Linked DNA regions of Zea mays: all the other regions are linked to region 2. Evidence: chromatin contacts called from public Hi-C data. All regions are on one chromosome and are shown on one strand. The core of a region is the stretch at or near the end of the contact, and the rest is flanking DNA. Distances in the headings are between cores, read along the strand shown.

What was found. A called contact is a pair of places that touch in the nucleus more often than the background predicts.
Region 1: a contact with region 2 is called in a Hi-C map of endosperm, with 6 times the contacts expected there. The contact joins two enhancer-like sites. A contact is called at or near these places in 2 of 25 Hi-C or Micro-C datasets (ear and endosperm).
Region 3: a Hi-C map of leaf shows a contact between it and region 2, with 5 times the contacts expected there. The contact joins the promoter of LOC100284830 here to the enhancer-like site in region 2. A contact is called at or near these places in 5 of 25 Hi-C or Micro-C datasets (ear, leaf and tassel).

Annotation. Positions count from the first base shown.
Region 1 is chr4:226,426,604-226,429,303 of Zm-B73-REFERENCE-NAM-5.0, forward strand. No RefSeq gene overlaps it. Among protein-coding and RNA genes, the nearest start is that of LOC100284830, 50 kb to the right of the region's middle. Within about 2 kb of position 1,323, at least 19 of the 20 cell types and tissues checked have an H3K27ac peak or open chromatin away from gene starts, as enhancers often do. A contact at or near this core is called in ear and endosperm, where this site is marked.
Region 2 is chr4:226,673,085-226,675,784 of Zm-B73-REFERENCE-NAM-5.0, forward strand. No RefSeq gene overlaps it. Among protein-coding and RNA genes, the nearest start is that of LOC100383218, 29 kb to the right of the region's middle. Within about 2 kb of position 1,442, at least 18 of the 20 cell types and tissues checked have an H3K27ac peak or open chromatin away from gene starts, as enhancers often do. A contact at or near this core is called in ear, endosperm, leaf and 1 more, where this site is marked.
Region 3 is chr4:226,476,348-226,479,047 of Zm-B73-REFERENCE-NAM-5.0, forward strand. It overlaps LOC100284830 (adhesin FhaB), which reads left to right and starts at 1,356. Exons shown (of 3, transcript NM_001157725.2): 1 at 1,356-2,236. The coding sequence starts at 1,424.

The sequences.
Region 1 (2,700 bases), core at 73-2,572, 250 kb before region 2:
AAGACTGAACAAATGTAAAGCCCAAAATTTGTATATAAAAATAATAAAATAAATAAATAAATAAATAATAAAGGATAAACACTATTTTTATAAACTTTTAGCTTGACTACATACGAAGCAAGGCGTGTGTTGCATATTGAAGACATTTTCTTAAATAAATAGACAATAAACTTTTAACTTTGAATAAAGTTCTCACTTATTTTATTTGATAAAAAAATATGAAAAGGGGTCCTTAATGATTTAAATGTGTGATTTATTCTTAATTAAGTCTACATGTTTTGAAGCATTTGCTTAGACAAGTAAAATAATATATATATATATATATGTCTATGCATGCATCATGTTGGGTCTCTTGTTTTGTTTATATTTAAAATGCTAACTCAGATTCAAATTTATTTGAAATTGAAAATAGAAATAAAAAAGTTAGAAAACATAAACTAGAAATATAAAAGAATAAAAAAACAAAAGGAAAACCTACCTGGTTGGGCTGATTACCCTTCCCTCGGCCCACTCTTCTCCCCCTCGTTCTGGGCCCAGCAACCCCGCGCGACCCATTATCTCAGTCGAATCAACTAAGCCGAACGCACCTTCTGGCAGGCCGGCCCCATGTGCCAGCCTTACCCCTTTGCCTAGCTCCCAATCTACCGCGCGTTGCTTGCCTTCTCGCCGCCATGTGGGCCCTGCCCGGTCAGATCCATCCCTCTCCCTGAACTGAACCACGTGTTCTTCGTCATGCGTTCTCTGCTTCCCAGGAATCCGCGTTGGCGTTGGTAACAAACGCATCCCCATCATGCTCGCGCTACTCGTCTGTACTTCACACCGCGGCCTGGTGGGGCCCTCCTATCGGGTCTGCCCCCTTCACCGTAACAGCTCCACCGCGTTCACTGCCGCGCGCAGCCAGATTCGGGCGCTCCGGTCTCAATGGGATTCCCTAGAAAGCTGGGTAAATAACTTGGATCCGTTCGGACTACCCCTGCTCCTAGGATCATAAATGCCCCGCCCGCACCTTCTCGTCGTCAACCAAACCATCTGGCGTCTGGCAGGGAGCGCGGTGCCGAGCCAAGAAAATAGAGAGGGGAGAGAGAAGGAGGTGCCGCCATCGCTGGGCTCTGGGGAGGGGCATCGTGGGAGATTATCGGACTTCATGTGGTATGGGCGCATCGTTTGTAGGCGATTGGGAGCACCAGGGGGATTGGAATTCGTCGTTGGGGCCTCTTCATCCCTGCAGAACTACCATGCGCCAGCGAGGCTGGGCGACGGGAGCTGGAAGATGAATGGTGGCCCTCGATCCTGATTTGGACGGATACAGCTGCGACACGCTTACCTTGTGCCACAACCATAAGTCTTGATCCCTCGGTCCCGTCATCATATCGGTTCGCGGTCTAATCTGGACTCTTGATTCTTCATCGGACGTCCGGGTAGTGTGCGGGATTCTTCATTGCGCCCGAAGTGCAATCGTGGCCGCATATAGGTGATCGGGCGACCACGGTGTGTTGGTACCCCTTCTGTCGCACCGATTTACAAAAGAGCCCCTCGGCTTTCACAGAATCAACTCGTCGTTCGTGCCCTGTGTAAATTATTTACATTCGTGCCCTGAAAATTCATAAAACAGCCCCTGAACTCTGTGATATTAGTGGTCGCAGTCCAGGAATTAAAGAAAATAGGAAAGGAGATTTAGAAATCGATTTTGAGTATAAAAATAATCCCAGAACTTATATAATTCATAGAAAATTCATCATAGCTCCTTTTTAATCTATTATAGCGGCAAAACTTTTATATTAATATTGTTTATCATCTAGTAACCATGTTTTGTCATGAAACCAAGATAAAAATTATCCACTTGATTTATTCTATACTAAGTATTTACTGACTTCGGAAAATCGTAACTCGAGAACCGTGACTCCGATTTGATCCATTCAAATTGCGTTAGCTTCATAAAATTATTGTCTACACGGTGGCAACATTAATTGTACCATAGAATATATTTTTATAATTAGATATTTGTTTAGCCTATGTTCAGTAGATTATACCTTATAACCAAAGTTAAACTAGAACATGATAGTGATTTGACTATAATATGATTTCTAAACAAGTTATAATCTGGATTAAAGTTTACTTAATTGTTTCGAGTATATTTTCTCATACAATGTATATTAACCAATTTATAATATAGTTTAATGTTTAAATCACATTTATCTTCCATAAATCATAACTCCTTAACCGTAACTCTGATTTTAGTGGTTCTCGATCCCACGATTTGTAGCAATGCGTAGATTATTATTATTCAGTTTGTTCTTATGTTTGGTGTGATGTTAATTCTGCCTATACATGTTTGTTTGTATTGCTACAACTAGCAGTGAGGTCACGAGTCATCTGAAGATCATCCTGGTACCTAGAATCTCGAGTCCCAGGCAAGTTGTGCCCTTGATCACTTCTTTTTACCCAGTCATGTTCTGATTAATCATAATGATCTGCATAGGTTGATTTTGATGGGACCCAATAGGTTACCCTAGTTTGACTATCTTTATACCTTGATTACCACTAAACTTTTTGGGTAGTACTTGCTATTGCTTTATGTGATTTTGGGTATGAAGATACATTATTCATGATTATACCTTTATTATCAGTTGTTATTTGTTGTTAATGTTAAGATCATTATGTTAATTGGAACATGAAGAACCACCCGAGAAAAACAGTGCT
Region 2 (2,700 bases), core at 192-2,691:
ATCAACGAAGGTGGGCGTCAATGTTGGTACTTGATTTCAATTCCCTAAAGGTATTGAAAATCAAGGCAACACAAGTTAAATATTTGAACCTTCGTCCTTTGGTTTAACACTTCTACAAAGCATTAGCGTGTAGAACGAAGGTTTTCAAAAGGAAGTGTGAATGAAATGATATGGAAACACAATGTAAAGTGTTGTATGGAACTCATAGCATTTTTATTCCATCATCCTTTATATCTAATGAGTTTACAAGTATACCATCGGCTTCTTAACACAAGATGGCACAAAGGTTCGTTGAAGGCTAAGCAACACGAAGCTATAGCCCTCAAAAAAGGTACCTTATACATGGCATTGTTCATCTATTTAAAGGGAAGACGAACCGCCTTCGTACAAAATTACAATCATGTCCCTCAAGGTTTACACACATTATTTACAAATGACATCAGGGTAATATTGTATTTTCTCCTTTCTTTGTTGCGCAAGTCTTGACCTTCGTCGTGTGGAAGCATCTTTGTGCCGAGGCTTATAGCTTCGAGTTTTGTCCTTTCTAACCGTGTATGTTGAGCAAAGCTTTTCTCTTACACTGCTTCGTCTATTGTCGATAGCTCTTCAGACAAGGCTTAGCTTTGTCTGATATTAGCTGTATACCTGGAATTTAATTGTTCACTTCGAAACAAAGGTCACTTGAGGACCTTTGTCAAAGGTACTCAAAGTTAAATCAATAAGAAAGGTTTTTTAAACTATAAATTGTTTGTGGTGATTACTCCTTTCATGAATTATTTATATTTAGAAGTGTTTATCTAATAACTAATTAGTATAAAAAATATGATTTGCATCCATGCTGAGTTTTTAGTTGTTGCATCTAAAATTAGATTTGAAGTTGAATTATATTTGAATCCAAAACTAAATTTGGAAAACCTTGAAAAGAAAGAAATCAGAAAACAAAATAGAAAAAAGTAAAATACGAACTATTCTTGGGCTGGATCCCTTTCCCAGCCCAAGCGACCTCGCTGCATAGCCGACCAGATCATTAGCCATCACGCGTGGCCCAAACCAACATTTCACTACACCACGGCCCGCATCTCTCCTTTTTGACGCTGGCGCGTGGTCCCGCACCTCAGCCATGCATGAGGTCACTAGCAAATGGGACAGCCCTGCCAACACCTTCATCCAGCTGTAATCACAACCAACTCGTGCAACCCAACTCGATCTAAATCCACCGTGATTGCTCGTCGGCGAACCAGGGGCGCCATGAAGCCACCATGTCACATGGACTGAAGCATGTCTCCACCGTCGCCGGTAAGAACACATTTATCTTATTTGCCTTCTTCGTCTTGTAGTGCATGTCGGGGTTAGATTTGGGTCACCAGTATGTTGGTTTGGCCAAACTCCGGCCAACCTCAAGATCCCTAGACATCGATTGGTTAGACCCGATCTGAGCCGTCGATCGAGCGATGAACGGTGTAGAGCAGATCGCGACATTTTAAATCTCGGTCGTAGGTCATTGATCCAAGGATCGTGATGGCGTGTCGGTTCATGGTATCGAGCGTCTAATTTAGGTCGTCGATCGGTTCAGGCGTACCCATAAATAGCTACCATGGCGCTTTTCATAAAGAGCCCTTGGGGAAAATGAGAATTACCCGCCATCTAGACAGTTTAAGGGCATGTTTGTTTACCCCCCAGATTATATAATCTGGATTAAATAATCCTAAGAGGCAAACAAACAGTCTAGCTTATTTGCCCAGATTATATAATCTAACCCCTTGGATTATGATAATCCATAAGCAAGTGAGGAGGTGCTTATTTCAGATTATTTTTTCCCACTTCCCCACTACCCTTTCAAGTTTCCTAGAAATTACCCACCATTGCCATTATAATCTACCGAATCGTTTTTGCGCCTATCGGATCGGAGAAGCCCGCCGCCCAACAGAAACACGCCAAATAATCTGGGTAAACAAACAGGACTACTCAGATTATATAATCCAAATTATATAATCCAGATTATATAATCCTCCAAAAATAATCCAGATTATATAATCCATTGGGGTAAACAAACAGGCCCTAAGAATCAATCAAAGTAGGTACTCGAATTTACACCGAGCACCCTAAGTTCCTCAATTTTTATACCAGCCCTCCACCAACGCTTGATTTTTGTCAAATTAAAATCTGAAAATCCATTTTTGATATTAAAAAAGTCCAAAAACTTGTAAATCTTGATCGTTTTAACTCCGATTTTAGTGGTTCTCGAACCTACGATTACGTCTCGACCCGTAAAATATTATTATGTTGTTTGTTTGCATGTTTGGTGTAATGTTATTTGTATCCATTATTTGCTTATTTGTATGTATTGCTACAAATAAAAGTGAGGTGACGGGAATTTGAAGACCAACTTTGAGGAGTACCTGTAATTGCAAGTAATGGCAAGTTATGTCCTTGATCACATTCTTTGACCTAATAATGTTCATGATTCCGATAATCACTATGGCACTGTTAGGCTAAATCTGATGGGATCTAATAGGTTACCTAGTTTTGTTCACCCTACACTTTGCATACAAATGAATTTTTGGGTAGTTCTGCTATTGCTCTATCTTGTTTTGGGTGCCATACTATATGTGAATCATGATCATGCTTATTACTATTGTTACCTGTTTATGAGTTATTTATGATACATGATTAGATCATTTTGTTAACTGGAACATGGAG
Region 3 (2,700 bases), core at 106-2,605, 200 kb before region 2:
CGAGTCCTAGCCACCATCATGGCGGCATTGGATGCCTAGTGCCCTGTTGTCCCTTCCTGGTCTGGTGCCTAGTGCCCCGCCGATCCATCGTGCTCGCTCCTTCGCAAGGTGTGGAACCATGTAGGCTGTGGGTCTCCCATGCCCCATACTCGTGCCATGTCATGCTTGTGCGGTCTCGCACCCACGGTCGTGCAATGTCGTGCCATCGGCACAACCTCCACGACCATGGGTACATAATAAGGGAAAGAAGGAAAAGACCGGAGCAAAATCGATATTCGAGGGCTCTTCTTTCTACCGGAGCAAAATCAATATTCGAGGGCTCTTCTTTCTCCTCTAAAGCAAAGAATAAATATTTTATTGGGTGTGATGTCAATCACTGAAGTTAACAAAAAAGTATTCTCCAATAGTTTTTACTATTTTAATGTCCAACAGAAAAGGAAGATCATTTCTAGTGATAAATTTTCCTCTATCTATACTATACTTAAAGCATTAGTTTCAACGGTCGTCCTGCTTCATCTTTTTACAAAAAAGTCCCTACATTTCTTACAAAAAATACTTAAAGCTCAACGTAAAATATTTAAAAGCAGTGCAAAAGAAAAGGTAGATTCCAAATCCTTTTTTCTTCGGACTTTCCCCAAACACAAAATACCTCCTTGTATTCGCATTCTCAAATAAGAATGGAAGAAATTCGACTTTCATATAATATCTTAATAGAATTCCATGTAATGATCAATGCATTTTTTGGATTCTATATTATCTGCATGTCTAGAATCCTAGCAAGAAAATATCCCTCATTTTGGAAAGAAAAGTAGAGTTTTTGGAATTAAAACAGATACATGTTAAACTAATTTTTGATATTGATAAGAGTGCTTATTATAAAGCAATTCTTGCAATTTTTTAAGAACATTCTGATGGAAGAACATTCTTATGGAAGTTGTCTAACAAGTAAAACATCATGCTCAAGTGTTTATAATCTTTTATAACCTTGGAAGTGGAGGAGGCGAGGGATGAAGGTCTCTGATTTGCTGCCTATGGTACCCGTGTGTTTATAAAAAATATTATGTGAAGACTGTCGACAATCAATAAAAAATCTTAAGATCTTTTTGGTGGATAATTTACGTGGATACTATTGTGAGCCGTCGCATTTTCTGTACACGGGTAACCGACTAGTCTAGACATAATATAGACATAATATGTCTATATAGCAAAAAGTTAAGTATCTACAAAATTAAAATAAGTTATATTTTTAATGAAGAAAGTAAAGATACATATGTCGGAAAAAAACCATAGAATTTAGGAAGGACAGATACAAATTTCCAGGAGATGGACCCCATTTCCCTTCCTTCCTTTTCGTCCTCTTCTCCAGTCGTCCCCCAGTCTCAGTCCACCACCGTCGCAGCCGGAGGGGAGAGGACGGAAGGCAATGCCGTGCTGCCAGACTGTGCTCAGTGCCGCGGCGGCCGCCGCCGCCAGCAGAACGCCGTCATGGCTCCATCGGCTGCACGCCAAAGGGGGTCTATCCTTCCCCTCCCACCTCAACATTGACGACCTCCTCTACGGGGGCCGACAGGCCCAAACTCCCCCTCCCCCTCCCTCGCCCCTGCCACCTTCTTCTTCCAATGATCACAACGACCTCGTCGTTGTTGTCAGGGAGTCGCCTACAAAGGCCGCCGCTAAGCCCAAGCCGCCGCCGGCGGCTCAGCGTCCGCCCCGCAACCCTTCGCGACCAAACCCTAGCTCTAGCAATTCCTCGCAGCCGCCGCCGCAACCACAGCTTCAGCTCGTTGCCGTGATCTCCGATGTCTTCGCGGTCCCGTCCTCCGCCCCGCCGGGCCCCCCGGCCCCCAAAGCCTTCCGCAAGCAGTCCCGGCCCCGCCCGAGAACTGACGAGGACCAGCCGATCTCTGCCCTTCCTGCACAGCGTCCCCACAAGGACAAAAAGGACAAGATCGCCAAGGCCAAGAAGCGCCGCCGGGCGGAGCGCGCCGCGGATGCCGACGGTGAGAGGTGTAGCCGGACCGATGTCACCGTCATAGACACCAGCATCGATGGCTGGAAGGCCGCCAAGGTGCTCATCCGCCGGGGAGACGTCTGGAAGGTTCGTAACAAGAAGCCTTCCGCGGTGTCTGAACTGGAGGATGCCATTGCCAAGGGCAAGAGGAGGGCTGGCCTTGTCTCTAAGCTTCAGAGAGACAAAGAGAAGGAGAAGCAGAAGGAGAAAGAAGCAATCACATCAGTGAGTAACCTTGATGCCAATTCGCTGTAATATTAACGATTTGCTCTGCTTTACCTGCCTCTTGTGGTCACAAAGGGAAAACTGGTGTGATTCTTTTCCTGATCTTCTTGCCATAGTATTGTGGCGATAACTTGAGCCGTATAGCCTGATGAACTGATGACTCTCTAGATAGGCACCTGTTGGAAATGATTTTGCTCAAGGACGTGCTTGATCAATGTGTAACTGAACCAAGCAAGGTCGACGAACCACAAAGATTCACAAAAACACTGAAGTGGTAGAGAAGAATTCTAATTCTTAAGGGGGCAACTATAGCACAGCCCCAAGGATGAGAGCATTCGGCTTCTCCTTTTGCTGAGTTCCATTTTTTAGGGTTTGGGGAAAGGATGACCAAATGCTATTGTCACTTAGAACATCCCTCCTAGTTTTGCTTTGATTTGATTAGTTGGCCTTGTCTGTAATTTGTG